2 separate regions of the Sus scrofa genome follow, and region 2 is linked to region 1. The links are chromatin contacts, called in public HiChIP or PLAC-seq maps. All regions are on one chromosome and are shown on one strand. The core of a region is the stretch at or near the end of the contact, and the rest is flanking DNA. Distances in the headings are between cores, read along the strand shown.

The links. HiChIP or PLAC-seq counts read pairs in DNA pulled down with a chosen protein or histone mark.
Region 2: an H3K27ac HiChIP or PLAC-seq map of skeletal muscle shows a contact between it and region 1. The contact joins two enhancer-like sites. A contact is called at or near these places in 8 of 47 Hi-C or Micro-C datasets (embryonic fibroblasts, fetal heart ventricle, heart right ventricle and 3 more) and 1 of 2 datasets of contacts at active chromatin or transcription factors (skeletal muscle).

What each region holds. Positions count from the first base shown.
Region 1 is chr9:57,503,868-57,506,885 of Sscrofa11.1, forward strand. No RefSeq gene overlaps it. Among named protein-coding and RNA genes, the nearest start is that of SNX19, 53 kb to the right of the region's middle. Within about 2 kb of position 1,539, at least 1 of the 83 cell types and tissues checked has an H3K27ac peak or open chromatin away from gene starts, as enhancers often do. A contact at or near this core is called in skeletal muscle, where this site is marked.
Region 2 is chr9:57,537,044-57,540,061 of Sscrofa11.1, forward strand. All of the region lies in intron 8 of SNX19 (sorting nexin-19), which reads right to left. Among named protein-coding and RNA genes, the nearest start is that of SNX19, 20 kb to the right of the region's middle. Within about 2 kb of position 1,453, at least 18 of the 83 cell types and tissues checked have an H3K27ac peak or open chromatin away from gene starts, as enhancers often do. A contact at or near this core is called in skeletal muscle, where this site is marked.

The DNA.
Region 1 (3,018 bases), core at 289-2,788:
TGCCTGTCACATGATCAGCCATCACGGTCTTGCCTTTGCAAGGAAGAGTTCACCTTGGCGTGCATTTTCCTCCACATTAATTCAGTAAACAGTGCGTGCCTCCGGCATTGCCGACACTGCTGCGGGGACAAGCTGGGAATACAGCCAGTCCTGGCCCCTCTGGAGCTGGCCATCTTATGGGGTCAGTCACACATGACCAAAATCTGAAAATGTGCAGTATCTGTAATACACTATAGTGTGATAAAATGTAACAACAGTCCACCAGCGTTAAGTACCATGAAGAGAAATGAAACAGCTTGAGGGCTGGGGAATGAGGAAAGCTGTTTTAGAAAGCGTGGTTGGGAAAGTCCTCTCTGTGAAGGTGGCATTTGGTGGGAGACCGTGGACGAGGGGGTGAGCCCTGGACATCCAGAGCAGACATGCCAGGCAGGGTCTGATCCCAGCGAGCTGGGTCTGGGAGGAAGGTCAGGAGGCCGCGGGTCAGGAAATGCGGCTGTGTCGCTGGATCCCCTCTCAGGGTTTGATGCCAAGTGTGATGGGACATCAGTGCTGTGAGCATGTTGCCAGGCAGTGGGGGCACTGAGAGACAAAATACAGTCTCTGCATGGAAGGGCCTAGAAGGCGCGCTCCTGCTAACGTGTGGCCATAAAGGCCAGTGGTGGGAGCTGTGTGTGGGATCTGTGCTGCCGTGCAGCTTCGTGGTGCTCCAGGGCCTGGAGGTGGTTGCTCTGACACCTCGCCCAGTAGAGGAACAGCTTCTGGACTGTAAAGAAAGGGAGAGCCGCAAAGAGGCACTTTCAGTGGAGAAGCTTGAGTGGGCAAGACCTATTTGGGAACTGGCCCAGCAGCCACAGCAGTGTCTCATAGTAGAGCCCAGGAAGTGCGTGAGCATCAGGCAGATGCAGGAGGAAAGGGCCCGCCCGGCCCTCCTCCCCAGGCTGCATGAGAAGGGGCTGCTCTTCAGCCCAGAAGAGCATCCTGACCAAGGGACCAGGCCCTCCTGCATGTCTGGCACATGGGAGGTTGGTGGTTCCCTGAGGCCTCGTCCTCTCCAAGAGCTGGAAGGGATGGTGGCCTCACAGGCCACCAGGCCCATGTGCCCTGTGGGTGAAGCCCTTGCCCAGGGGCCCAGCTAAGGAAGGACGGAGGTCAGCCTGGCCTTGGGTGCAGGTCTCTTGTCCTGTGCACGGCTGCGCTCTGCATGCTGACCAAGCCTTCCAGATACGCAAGGGCGTCCTGACCAGGGGTGGCCTTTCTGCAAACCAACATGATGGTCCAAGAGTGAGCCGGTTCCCGTCTTGGTCTAGGCTTCCCTGGGCTTCTCCCAGGTGGGAAAATTTGCAGGACCCCAGGGTACCAGGCGCAGCTCAGAGCCTGGGCCCTCAGGCCATCTGTCACTGAGAGCTGGGATAGGGGACACTCCTGGGACCGTCCCGCGTTCGAGCCGTGCCTGCCAGCAGCACGCTGGTGCCTGTCCGCTGCCACCGGCCATGAGATAATGTCTCTCCATTTCAGGACAGTGACATAGTCACATCAGACCTCGATGGCCAGTACGCACATTCCAGGCCTGAGACCAGGGTGGCAGTGGGGAAACCTGAGCTGTGGGGAGACATTCTCAGGCTCAAAAATCACAAACCCGAGAGGGAAAGGCATTTGATCAGAAAACGACACCATTCGGGTTATTTTAATGCCCTGGATTTGCGCTGCCCTTTAAGTGGAACCCCTTCTGTCACGGTACCACGGTGCCAAGTGGCCCGGGGGCAGATGACCTTCACTTGTTTTTAACCAAAGAACAAGGTCCCGCCTGGTTCGGGTGCTCCTCAAGCTGCTGATGGGCCTGTGTTTCCCGAGCCCCAATGCGTGCAGGCGGGTTGTGGGGCTCCGTGGCGCGACTTGCTCTGAGCACGGGGAGAGGTCTCTTCCCTTCCGCCCCCCTCCCCAGGGACAGCTCCTAAAGGTCCCCCCCTTTTTAGGCACTGTGCTGTTGAATGCCATCTGGGTACGTCCCCTGACACTTGAACGTGCAACTAAGGGGTAGGGGTGACTGTCAGCTGCTCAGAGAGGCAGTTCCCCAAACTGTTGGTCAGTTCTGATTGAGCACTATTTAGGGACCCACTGGGTCCTGAGCATTTTGCCGTGTGCCATGGAGAGTGCAAGCCCCCACACACCACAGGCTGGACTTGCAAAAAGTAGGTAAGAAAAGTGCAAAAGACAAGACAAGTACTCAGAGGGCTAGAAACAAATGGTCCAGGACCGACTGGTCTGGCACGGATGACAATGACATGAGGAAGGAAAAGAGAGACTGTTCCAGTGGACAGTCCACCTAAGGCAAGGCCTGGAGGTGGTGACGAGCATCCCCATATCAACGAGGCACCTAAGGCTTCTTATGGCTGAAGATTGAAGTAGAAGGGCTTTTTCCGAGGAGGGTGGGAGCACCTGCCCTTAGGCTGGCAGTGATGCTGGGTCAAAGTGTGTGGTTTATACATTTTTAAAGCTTTAGAGCAATGAAAAGCAGCTTGAATTAATGGCGAAAGGACCAACTGGAGTTCCAGGGGATGTGCACTCTGGGATGAGTTTTCACTGAAACATGGATGGCCGCCGTATGTCCAGTCTGCATGTGGAGGAGGATGCCGCGGGGGGCAGCAGAAACGTCCCTGAGCTGGAGGGTGGAAGGCCTGGTCTTGGGCTCCCCAGTGACAATGACAAACATTTATTAGGAACTGTGTGCTGCAGCTTATTCAAAGGGTCCTAAATATAGTAACTCAGCCCCTCCCCCATTCTGAGGACAGTACCATTATTATTCCCACTTAATGAATGAGAACTCATGCACAGAGATTTTAAGTCACTTATGGAAGGACACGGAGCTAATCAGTGGTGAAGTTGGGATTCACACCTGGTTGTCTGTTGTCCGACCTTCCTCGTTCCCTCCTTCCTTCCTTCCTTCTCTTTTTCTGTCTCTTTATGGCCGTACCCACAGCCTGTGGAAGTTCTCAGGCTGGGTCACATTGGAGCGGTAGC
Region 2 (3,018 bases), core at 203-2,702, 33 kb after region 1:
AAGGTCTAGTGGAAGAGTCATGGGACAAGTAGCATTCCTCTTCCTCAAGGAAAAATGATACAACATGAGCATGATACAATCTGCAGCGGAACACAGATTTCACTCCTTCAGATGAGCCTGGGTTGAGAATCAGAGGGGCAGGAGATAATTGGAGATAATTGGATAATTAGTTTGAGGTAATTTTGTATCTTGGGCTCTTGCAAAAGTATGCATTTTTCTACAGAAGCTGTGCATTGAAAGAGACCAGGTATAAGATACTATAAGGCACCAGAGCTGAACTGAAAGAAAATTTATGGAGCAAAGGAAAAAAGCCATAATCTGTGCTTCCTGAGAAACTCTGACTCTTAACTTGGATAATCTTTTTCTGATTGGGAATGGGATGTAGAATACAGATACCAAAACAGACTGTATAATTTCTAATCCAGGAGTGCCTTAAGAATAAAAAACAAATGGAAATGAATTTAGATGCTATCATCAAAAGCGTGTGCCTCTGAGGCCAGCTAGATGAAAAGAGAGATTAGATGGAACTAAGACCCCGGGACTTTCAGGTGAAGCCCATTCTAGTGGCACTGCTTTGCGAGGAAGGCCAGCAGTGGGGAGTCAGGATGGAGGGTAGAAAGGGCGTGGGCTTTGGGGCCAGGATGACGTCAGGGCACTCGTGGGGGTGGCATTCCCTACCTCTATGATTCTGGGAAGGTTATTTAACCTAAATATCACTTTCCTCACTTATAAAAACATATGTCTGTCTCATAGAATTGATCTGCACCTTAATGTATCAAGTATATAGCTGCTTACTTGGTACAGTTAGTAGTTAATAAATGTCAGTTCCCTTTCTGTTCCAATTGCTCATGCATCTTTTTGGTGGTGGGCCTGGAGCCTCCTGTAAGACACAACCAATGTCAGAGAGACCCTTTTATCTATCTGCTGCTTAGACGTGTCCACCGAGAGAGAGGCCCCTGAACGGATTCCACTCAGAGAACACCCACGATTCTGGAGTGACCTAAGAGAACAGCAGAAGGCAGAAGACTGCCAGCGCGGCACTCCTGAGTGGTCCCGCACTCTGTCCATAAACCTTCTCCTGACCTTTCTGGAGAGATGGTTTGTAGAGACCTCTTTTCTAAGAAAATGATTCTGTGGCCTGGCACCAGGTCCAGAGCTGGCTGTTTCATTTCTTCCTGGACCCAGGGCTTGCTCTACAACTTAAGCTCACACATTCTTTTTTCCTTCTCTCTACGTCCTGACTTCACGTACTTTTCTACTCTCCTTTGCCCACAGATCACAGAACTTTCTTTTTCCCAACTCTCTTGCCATGCTACTCCATTCCCGTGTGCCCTCCACACACACACACACACACACACACACACAAACTCACTCACTCACTCGCACTCACTCTTTGAGAAATCCTGACGCAGATGCCAGGAATGTGTCTGCTGCCCTTTTGACACAGAGTCTGATGCCATCCTCGGGGCCGTGGGGAGGGCAGAGCCACGGGACGTGGCATTCGTGTACTCTACTGCTAGCCTGGCTCATATTTTTATCGTGGCTTTGCTCTGGGCATCCAGGCAGGGAACCGGGCCAGCTGCTTCTCATTCCTTCACTCTACATCAGGACTCCATAATAGTCTTACCTCTTACCTTGGCTGGATCTTCCTGCCCCAAACCTTCTACCATCAATGGAGCACAGTACATCTATCCTCTTTCCCTTGACCCAGTCAAGGTCTGGGTACGTGTCCAAGTTCCTAAACCTGATTCTGATGCCTGCAGGGGTACTGTCAGTCTCTCCTGTTTTCGGACACGAGCGGTCTCATAAGCTGGACGCACGCCTTGGCTTAGACTGCTCCCCCCACTCCTCTCCCCGCCCTTTGACTCTAAGTCCAAGTAAGGAGTGCTCCTTGGACTCCTTGGATGTTCCCAGCAAAGAAGCTGACACATGAGGTCAGGCGCGCATGCGTGCAAAGCTTCCCTTTGACTTAACAATGCCTTTTTTGGGCATCTAACTTCTCTTTGGGCCCCCTTCCCCCACTCTCCACGCCATCAACAATCAACGCAGATTTATGTAGCCTGGCTCAGATCAGAACTCTTCCAACCTTGGCTTACAAGGAGGGGTCATGAGGTTGAATTTACTCTCGCTCTTTTTTTTCCCTTGCAGGCCAGAGATAGAGAGGGAGGGGGGCCGAGGGGGGAGGGAGAGAGATGGTGCATATCAAGAGGGAAGAAGTGAGACAGTGCACGCCCCCGTGTGGTCCCTGGCACCCCAGGCAGTTATGTGTATAGGTCATTTAAGGGAGCAAGGAGAACAGACAAAGCTGGAAGCAAGAGGAATTAACTTATCTTCTTGGATGATAACACTGGAGGATGGAAAATGCTGACATTTTAAAAAGGGGATGCCTCTAAATCTACAGGGCTGGACCATCCCCAATGCCCACTGTAGTGGGTTCAAGATAACCAGAGTAGTGGCAGTGGCTACCTGGGGCATCAGCACCAACTCTCCTTCCCTTTAAAGTGCAGAACTTAAGGCAAGAGAACCCAGGTGCTCTGCAAAGGGATACAGCTCAGCACCTGTGGTTTCCGAGAGAGAACAAACAGACTGCCTCCCGGGCAGCAGCCATGGGGACAGTCTCAGAAAGGCCAACCCTGACCGGCTGGGTCCAGCCCCACCTCTCTGGGGGTAGCTGACAGGTGGAGGGAGAGGCGCTGCAGCTTTGGGGAGAGATCACATTCCAGCTTCTTTGCTTACCGAAGCAAACAAAGCCAAAGAATGCGGCACTGCATGAACCTCTTTTTAAAAATAAAAAATGCAAGCTGTCCAGGGAGCAAGTAACATGGGCTGACTTCAGGATGCTGCAGGGCACTCTGAGTTTTGCGTGAGTGTGCATATATGGAAATGTAGTTTTCATTTTACACACTGACTGATAACTTTCCTCTTGGGGAATTTTACCGCTCTGGGTCAAAGATTTGGGGGGGCTGGCTTTCATCCTTTCAAATTGGGGCAAAAGTCTGATCCCAAGAGACCATCTCC